Linked DNA regions of Urocitellus parryii: region 1 is linked to region 2. A link is a contact called in public Hi-C data. All regions are on one chromosome and are shown on one strand. The core of a region is the stretch at or near the end of the contact, and the rest is flanking DNA. Distances in the headings are between cores, read along the strand shown. Region 1 holds the start of Ppat (phosphoribosyl pyrophosphate amidotransferase). Region 2 holds the start of Rest (RE1 silencing transcription factor).

Region 1 (3,657 bases), core at 425-2,924, 360 kb before region 2:
ACGGGGGTGGGGTGGTGGGTGGTATTAGGGATCCAGCCAGGAGCACTTAACCACTGAGCAACACCCCCAGTCCTTTCTGTGCTTATTTTGACAAAGGGCCTCAATAAGTTGCTTCGGGTGTCAATAAATTGCTGAGGCTGGGTTTGAACTCCTGATCCTCTTGCCTCAGCCTCCAGAGTCACTGGGGGATGCCCTGAAACAAATTTCATTTTAAATGGGAAATCATTATGGTCAACTTACAATTACCCAAGATTAGAGTTATTCATATTAAAAAGATTCTTTTTGATTCATCCCAAATTCTGAGAGCTACTAAACAAACAAATTGTACACAAAATGTCAAATCAAATTCAAGTATTTGGGACTCCAAAAAAAGCAAAAAGACTACTTATAATTTTATTTGGTGAGGGAAAGCTAATCATTTGGAATGCATTTATACATGTTGCACCCATATTGCTGATAAGGGTTTACAGCCCAGTTCCTTAACTGTTCTAGAAGTTGTCGCTATTATGTTGCCTTATGAAAACTTCAGTGATAATGTCAAGCCTAAATCTGCATTTCTTACTCCAACCAAATCATACAATTTCCCATTAGGTATATTAGGTCAGGTAGTAAGAATGGAAGCAAAGGTATATTTACTTATTTATACCTCGAAGTGATCTCCCAATTTTTTCCAAATCAGTGTGTATCTTAGCATACAAATACTACTCTCTTTTAAAGAAGAGTTGATTTCTGCCATCTTACTACCAACGTTTTCGTTCAATATTTAAAAGTGTATCAATGAATCGATTTCCTGAGATTGGTATATTTCCTGCTAATTCATATGAATTCTACGACCGTTGTTCCTTTTGAACACCAACTAGTTGTTTCCCTGGGTCTGGACTCTAAGATTCTAGTTCCTATAGCTATAACTAGTTTCAAACTCACAATCTGCCCAATAACTCTGGCCTTGCAAACAAAAGCTTGTGCTGGTTGTAAGTCCGGCGCGAAAATCTGAAAGTGTTGTAGGACCTGGACTAGTCGCCACTCCACACATGCCTATAACAAGTGTAGCTCCTGGGTCAGAACTTGCACGCACTTGGGCATGAGCCCCGACCTGGCTAGTCCAAGCAAACCCGAGCCTTACAAACTAACCAGACTCAGCAGATGTGCACAGACCCAGGGGGAGGGGAGGGTCCCTAAAGGGCAATAGGGCCTGGAAAGGTGGCCAGAACAGGCTAAAGTCCCTGGAGGCAGGGTGACTCCCCTCCCCCACAACCTGTTGGATGCCACTGGCAGGTACTGGTCCAGGAAAGAGTGCTGTCCTTCTAGTTCTTGGGAGCTCAACGGAGAGCCAATCCTGAACGCGGGAAGCGGCTCACAGAGATGTAAAAACACTTGTCTCGCCACCCCCACTCCTACCCCTCACCCAGTTGCTCACCGGTGTTGCAGCCCCACGAGTCCCAGAGTGATCACATGTGGCACATCTAGCTGCGTGGGCCACTCTCCAGAAGCTATGCACCCGAACACGCCGCATTCCTCGCGAATCCCCAATTCCTCCAGCTCCATGTCGCTGCCAAAAGCACGTGGAGGAGCTCGCCGCCGCAGCCGAGGTACTAGGACCAAACAGCTGCCTGCACGGCCCAAGAGCCTCAGAGGCTGGCGCTATAGACCGCCGCTTCCTTCCCCGCGGCTAGACCTAGGCTACTGCGGCGGCGCGTGCTTAGTGGGCGTGACCATCTCATCACCACCAGGCCCCGTCCCCCATGGCCCACCAATGAGGGAGAGCCGGAGAAGAGGTTCCGCGGCCGAGGGGAGGAGTCGCGGATTTCATGGGGGTGGGGTCAGTCTTCCTCTGGCTATGTACCAGAACCTCTTTCATCTGCACGTGGCTATCTCCGTTATTTTCCAGCATCCACATCGGGAATGATGAAAGTAACGGGGTTGGAGTCATTTCTCTCTGAGAACATGTAAACTTTACACGTCCTTTTCCCGGCTTTCCCCCATCACGACTTGGTACGCTCCAACCTATGAACCTCTCCCTCTGGCAAGAAGGGGGCCCCAGTCTACGAGCTCTGCAGCGTGGGGAGGGGCCGCCAGTGCGCGCCACTTTTCTTCTCTATAGGAACAGTGTACGGGGTGGCTTGGAGGCGGGGTGCCGTCGCTGCGCCTGCGCGGCAGGAAACCTCTCGTAAGCGCTCAGGGAGTCGAAGCTTCTCCCCAGTTGTAGAGACCCTTCGATTTGGGTCTGTGTAGGCGAACTCGATTTGAGCGGCGCGCGGCTACGCTGCCCCTCCAGGGGGCGTGTCTGTGGGCGGAACTTCCTTCCCCGGCCCTGCGAATCTCTCTTGCCGCTCTTCTTTTCCAGATTTCAGCCGCTTTTCCTAGCGTGGTCGCTGCTTCCAGTCCGTTCAGAATAATGGCGACAGCTGAAAGTGAGTAACAGGAGACCTATTCCCCTTACTCAACGATCTCCCCGCCTTCTGGCCGTGGTGCGGGCTCCGCGGCCGGATTCCAGTGAGCTCTTTGCATTGCTCGGCCTCCCTGCAGCCGTGCACGTAGGCCCGTGGGTGAGCTCACACGTGGCCCAGGCGCTGCGAGACCTTCGTTGGACTTGAAGCACCCCGGGCCTCTCCGAACTCTCCTAAATTCACAAAACTGCTTCTCTGATGGAGGAAGAGGAGCAGAGTAAGAGGGTTCCTAGGACGAGAAACGGTCAAAGATTGCCTTGAAAAGGTCATCAATAGATGTTGCAAAACAACCACGTGAAAATATAGCGTAGACTCTTCAAACCAAAGGCTTGCCTTTCCCGATTGGTTAATCCCCTTCTTTTCGTAAGGTTAATAATTTAACCTGAAAAATTTGTTTAAGTTTTGAGTCGTTTGATAGTATTATTCAAAAAAGTATTCTTTGATGCCTTGATAGCTTTAGAAATTTCCAAAGCCCATAGGCGAAAAAGTTTTCCTTGCTTCACTTTGCGTTTGTCAAAATTTGCAGTTACATAATTATTTTGTCCCTGAGTGATTTGATCCACACACACCGGTTTAGAAGTTTATACTGAAGCAAATTGCATTCCACTGACATGTTAATTTTTCTCAAACTTGCCTTTACAGTTTCTAAAAGGTCCTTCTCCTTAAAAATGTTTATAGTTGGTATCCCTAGAGCCGTTAAATACAGTTGGTACTGGGGGAAGTTGACCAAATATACTGTTCTATTGTGTGCATGTATGCATATGTAACAAGGAATCCAGTTATTGTATACAATTATAATGCACCAACAAGAAGAAGAAAAGGGGAAAAAAAAATTAGTCAGAAGTTCTTTTCATCCAAACTTATATATTGAGGTCTTTTCTACTGAAGTCCTTTGATTTTGTTCCATTGTGAATCTATGTTCCATTCAGGTTACCTCTCCAGAGTTTATTTCTTGTTAAACACATTTTGCTCACACTTTTTCATAGAGCAGTGTTAGCTAATAAAAATATGAAAACCAAGTGTGATTTATTTACTCTCTCCCTCTTTTTTCTTTTTGCTATGGGCTTCGAACCCAAGGGGCTTATCCACTGGGCCACATCCCCAGCCCCTTATATATTTTATTTGGAGACAGGGTCTGGCTGAGTTTCTTAGAGGCTTCGAACTTGGATCCTCCTGTCTCAGCCTCTAGAGCTGCTGGGATTACAGGCGC
Region 2 (3,805 bases), core at 1,153-3,652:
GAGATAGTGTCTGGTTAAGTTATTAAAGCTGGCCTGGAACTTGGCAATCCTCCTGCCTCAGCTTCCCAATTACTAGGATTACAGATGTCTGCCACTGTGTCTGGCTTGTACCCTAATTTTTAATCAGTACTTGAGTCAGATATAACATTTACAGCAGATTATTGAACTTCAATGTAACATTAATGTGGATTCAGGAAAATTAAGTTCTTTTCTATAGAAAAAAATGAAACATGGTTAGAAATAAAAAGCACATGGAAGCTCAAAACAATATTTTGCCAAACTCTTGAAATAAACCTCTAGAGAAAAATATGATTAAGAACATATGATAATTACATTTTTAAAATACAGATGAATTCAATATGTAGGAAAGAACCCATATTAAAAAAAAAGGAGAACTCATTCATATTTCAAAGACTTTATCTTGCAGAATATCATAGATTTTAGATGCAGCAAATTGAATATAGCTTCTTGAAAAACAAGAATTGAAGTTAGATTTTTTTTTTAAATTAAAGAAAAAAGAATTCAATTTCATAACACCAGCTTCTCCCAAGTAAACCTATTGATTTGTAATTCGGCCTTGGATATGACCTGTGGCCTTCATGTCATTATAATTTGGGTCACTCTGAATATGCCCTCCCTTGAACAAGGGCCTCTGCTAATTTTGAATGAATGCAGCTGCCCATTTGCTATTCTTCTATTTGCATCACAATATGTGGGAATAAATTCGCAATTAATAGAACATTTCCAATAAGTGGTCAGACTGAGGAAAGCAAGGACATTTATCTAGTAAGCTTAAAAAGAAATGTTTAGGAGCCGGGAAGGGGAAGTGTTCATTTTTACCTTAATTTAGGATATGGAATGCAAAGAAAACAGTTCCTTGACAGTCTTGGTACCTTAGGCTACAGCAACTAAAAAAGCCATGTAGTTTGAAGTCAGATTTTAGTTCAGCAAAGAATACATGAAGTAAAGTTTGAATGGGGCAAAAACACCAGAAAAACAACCAACTAACCAACAACAAAACAAACCTCTCAATAACATGCATGATGTAACACCATCATTTTAAAGTGTGAGTTGTGGGGTAGGCCTGTAATCCCATCTACTGAGGAGGCTGAGGCAAGTTTTAAGCCAGCCTGGGCAATTTTGTGAGAAGCTATCTCAAAACCAAACTAAACAAAAAGATGTTTAGTGATAGAGCACTTGCCTAGCAATCCCCAGTATCGCAAATGCCTCTTTCCAAAAAACAAAATTCTCACCAAAACCAAAACCAAAACCTTAAACAAAGCCTCTCCACGTTTTTTTTTTTCCCTTTTGGGGTGGGGGGGGGCAGGCTAAAAAGGCATTTCAGGTGAGAAAAGAAAGGAAGGGGCATACGAAATTTCTCCTTAAAAGAATATTACTTTGTGCCAGGCATTAGGCTTGATCGTCGTTGGCTGCATGATGCGGAAGTCAGGTTAGTCTCGGGACACCGTGGTCCCAGGCAGCCTCTGGTTCCTCATTGCTCTCTCCACCTTCTGTAACGTGAGAGTAATTCCTCCACCCAAATCGTGCTTTCCAGGCTCAGAAGCGATCCGCTACCTGACCCGTCTAGGAACGTGCCCCCCAATCCTCATTCTCACTGTTCTGAGTCCTTGCTGAAACAAGTTCTTCTCGTAACTCACAAAATGATCGCATTCCCCCGTCCCCGCTTATAGTTTGAAATTTGGAAGGCATTTTACTCCAGAAGCTTAAAACTAAGCTTAATTAGCTAAGGTAAGGGTGGGTAGAGAGTTAAAAAGATTCTGAAGGGTATTTTCGAGCGCTTTCGACTTGAGAGGCCGGTGACAATGGTTCTAAAGAATGGTCAAAGCCTGCACATTTTTCTTTTAACAGCTCTATTCTCATGCAAGCACGCCAGGGCTCCGGGTAACTTTTGTTGTTTGTTTATAAAAGAAATCGAGAAAGGGAGAGGGGCCCGCCCCTTTTCTGACCTCAGGGCAGGAGTGAGCGCCCTGGTGGATTAGGTGCGGCTCCCCCCTGGGCGCTCCCCTAGCCACCCGACCCAAGCCAGGAGCTCTGCCCTTCTCCGAGGGGCGGGGCGCGCCTAGCGGCCACGCGCGCGAACGGCAGAGGGGGCGTGTCCCGCGGGCGCGCGCGGGCGGCGGAGGGGGCGTGTTCCGCAGGCGGGCGGCGGCGGCGCGGGCTGGTGCGCGGCACAGCGTCCTGTGTTGGAATGTGCGGCTCCCGCGAGCTCGCGGCGCAGCAGCAGGCCAAGCGCCGCCGAGGCCCCTGGCCTCAGACCCCGGCGGCAGCCCGGACGGCTGGGCGAGGGCTGGCGGCCTGAGCACTTTCTGCAGCCCCGCTCCTGGCCTTTAAGGGCCTCGACAGCCCAAGCGCCCAACTTTTTCCACCCCTCCCCCCCTCTCCTAAAACTCCAACAACAAAGAAAAGTAGTCGGCGGAGGGGTGGCGACGCCAGGTCGCCAGTTCCCCCTCTCCGAGGAAGACCGGTAAGCGCGGCGCGGGGCTGGGGGCTCGGCCGGGGTGGGGGAGGGCCAGGCGGCCGCGGCGGCCGCGGGAGGGGGAGGGCGCGGAAGGACGCGGAGCGAGGCGCTGTCCAGGGCTGATTTGCAGATACTGTGGCTCCGGCGACGGCCGCCGCGCCGGGCGGGGGCGGGCGGCCGAGCGGGATCGGGTTACACGGCGGCGGCCCGGGGCTGGGCCGGGGGCGTTGGTGGAGAGCTGCACGTCTCCGGGACCCCCTCCCCATTTGAGGAAGGCCGCCGCTTCCGCGCGGGCCCGCACGCCCTGCCAGTCTAGACTTTCAGGCCAAGAGCGGAGCTGCTCGGGGCCCTAGTCCTGAAACTTCCTCCTGATCTCCAGCCTCCGGGTCCCGCCGCAGCCCCGCGCCGGCCCGCCGCCCTCTGGGCCCCCTCCCCCAGCCTGTCGCTTCGCCGGAAGGCGCCGTTGAGTGCGGCGGGGCGGGTTGAGTCAGCCCCCGGGCTCGGGCGGTGCCGCCAGCGGGCTGGACAGCGATTTCTGCGCTCCGACTGCCCCGCGACGCGGCCCTGTGCGCCCGGCGGCCCGCGCTGGCAGGGCCGGGGCGCTTGTCCCGCCGGGCGCCGTGGGGGAGTGAAGTTAGCAAACTTCCGGGGCGCGGGGGCGGCCCGCGTGGGGCCCCCTGGCTCTCGGGTCCGCGCCTGCGGAGGGCGCCCGCGGAGCCTCCGCGGAGGGCGAGCCGGGCGGTCGGCGGAGCTCGGGCGCCGGCCACACGGTAACTTTCCGCCCTTTTCCCGGACTCTGGCCCGTGGGCCGCGGAGGGGGCTGTCTCTCTCGGGAAGGACTCAGTTGGGGATCGGAGCCCCGAGTTTGCTCACCTCCACCGTTTGAATTGGGGGAGCACAGGAAGAGGTTCAGGACGAGCGGTGGGGGCAAGCCCGGTGAGTTGGTGGGCGAATGTGTGCAGGGAGCGGGCGGAGCGGTGAGGAAGCGAGAGCTCCCGAGTTTGCAGAGAGCTGCTTTGTGTTTGGTATTTTGAGAAAATGGCCGAATGCCTATTTCAGTTAGGAATGCCGCCGCCGAGGCAGGCGCCGGTGGCAGCAGCACATAGGAATTTCGTGCAACACGTTGGGCTTTCAGGCAGTGCCCAAACGGTCTTCCTGACAAATGTTAAAATTCCTGTAAGAGTCATGGGTAGGGTGGGTTGGGGAATCTGGAAGGTCGATGTTGGGTTAAATTTCCGAATAGCTTGCGCTGTTAAGCCTTGGAACTGCTTTTGCCCTCCGTTTTCTGTGATGGCATTTGAGTCCAACTTTTGTTGGTGCAAATAA

Evidence for each region. A called contact is a pair of places that touch in the nucleus more often than the background predicts.
Region 1: a contact with region 2 is called in a Hi-C map of liver, with 4 times the contacts expected there. The contact joins the promoter of Ppat here to the promoter of Rest in region 2. A contact is called at or near these places in 2 of 2 Hi-C or Micro-C datasets (liver and muscle).

What each region holds. Positions count from the first base shown.
Region 1 is chr10:103,193,591-103,197,247 of mUroPar1.hap1, reverse strand. It overlaps Ppat (phosphoribosyl pyrophosphate amidotransferase), which reads right to left and starts at 1,674. Exons shown (of 11, transcript XM_026385755.2): 1 at 1,418-1,674. The coding sequence starts at 1,545. Paics (phosphoribosylaminoimidazole carboxylase and phosphoribosylaminoimidazolesuccinocarboxamide synthase) reads left to right here. Exons shown (of 12, transcript XM_026386446.2): 4 at 2,345-2,411.
Region 2 is chr10:102,830,046-102,833,850 of mUroPar1.hap1, reverse strand. It overlaps Rest (RE1 silencing transcription factor), which reads left to right and starts at 2,402. Exons shown (of 4, transcript XM_026387139.2): 1 at 2,402-2,485.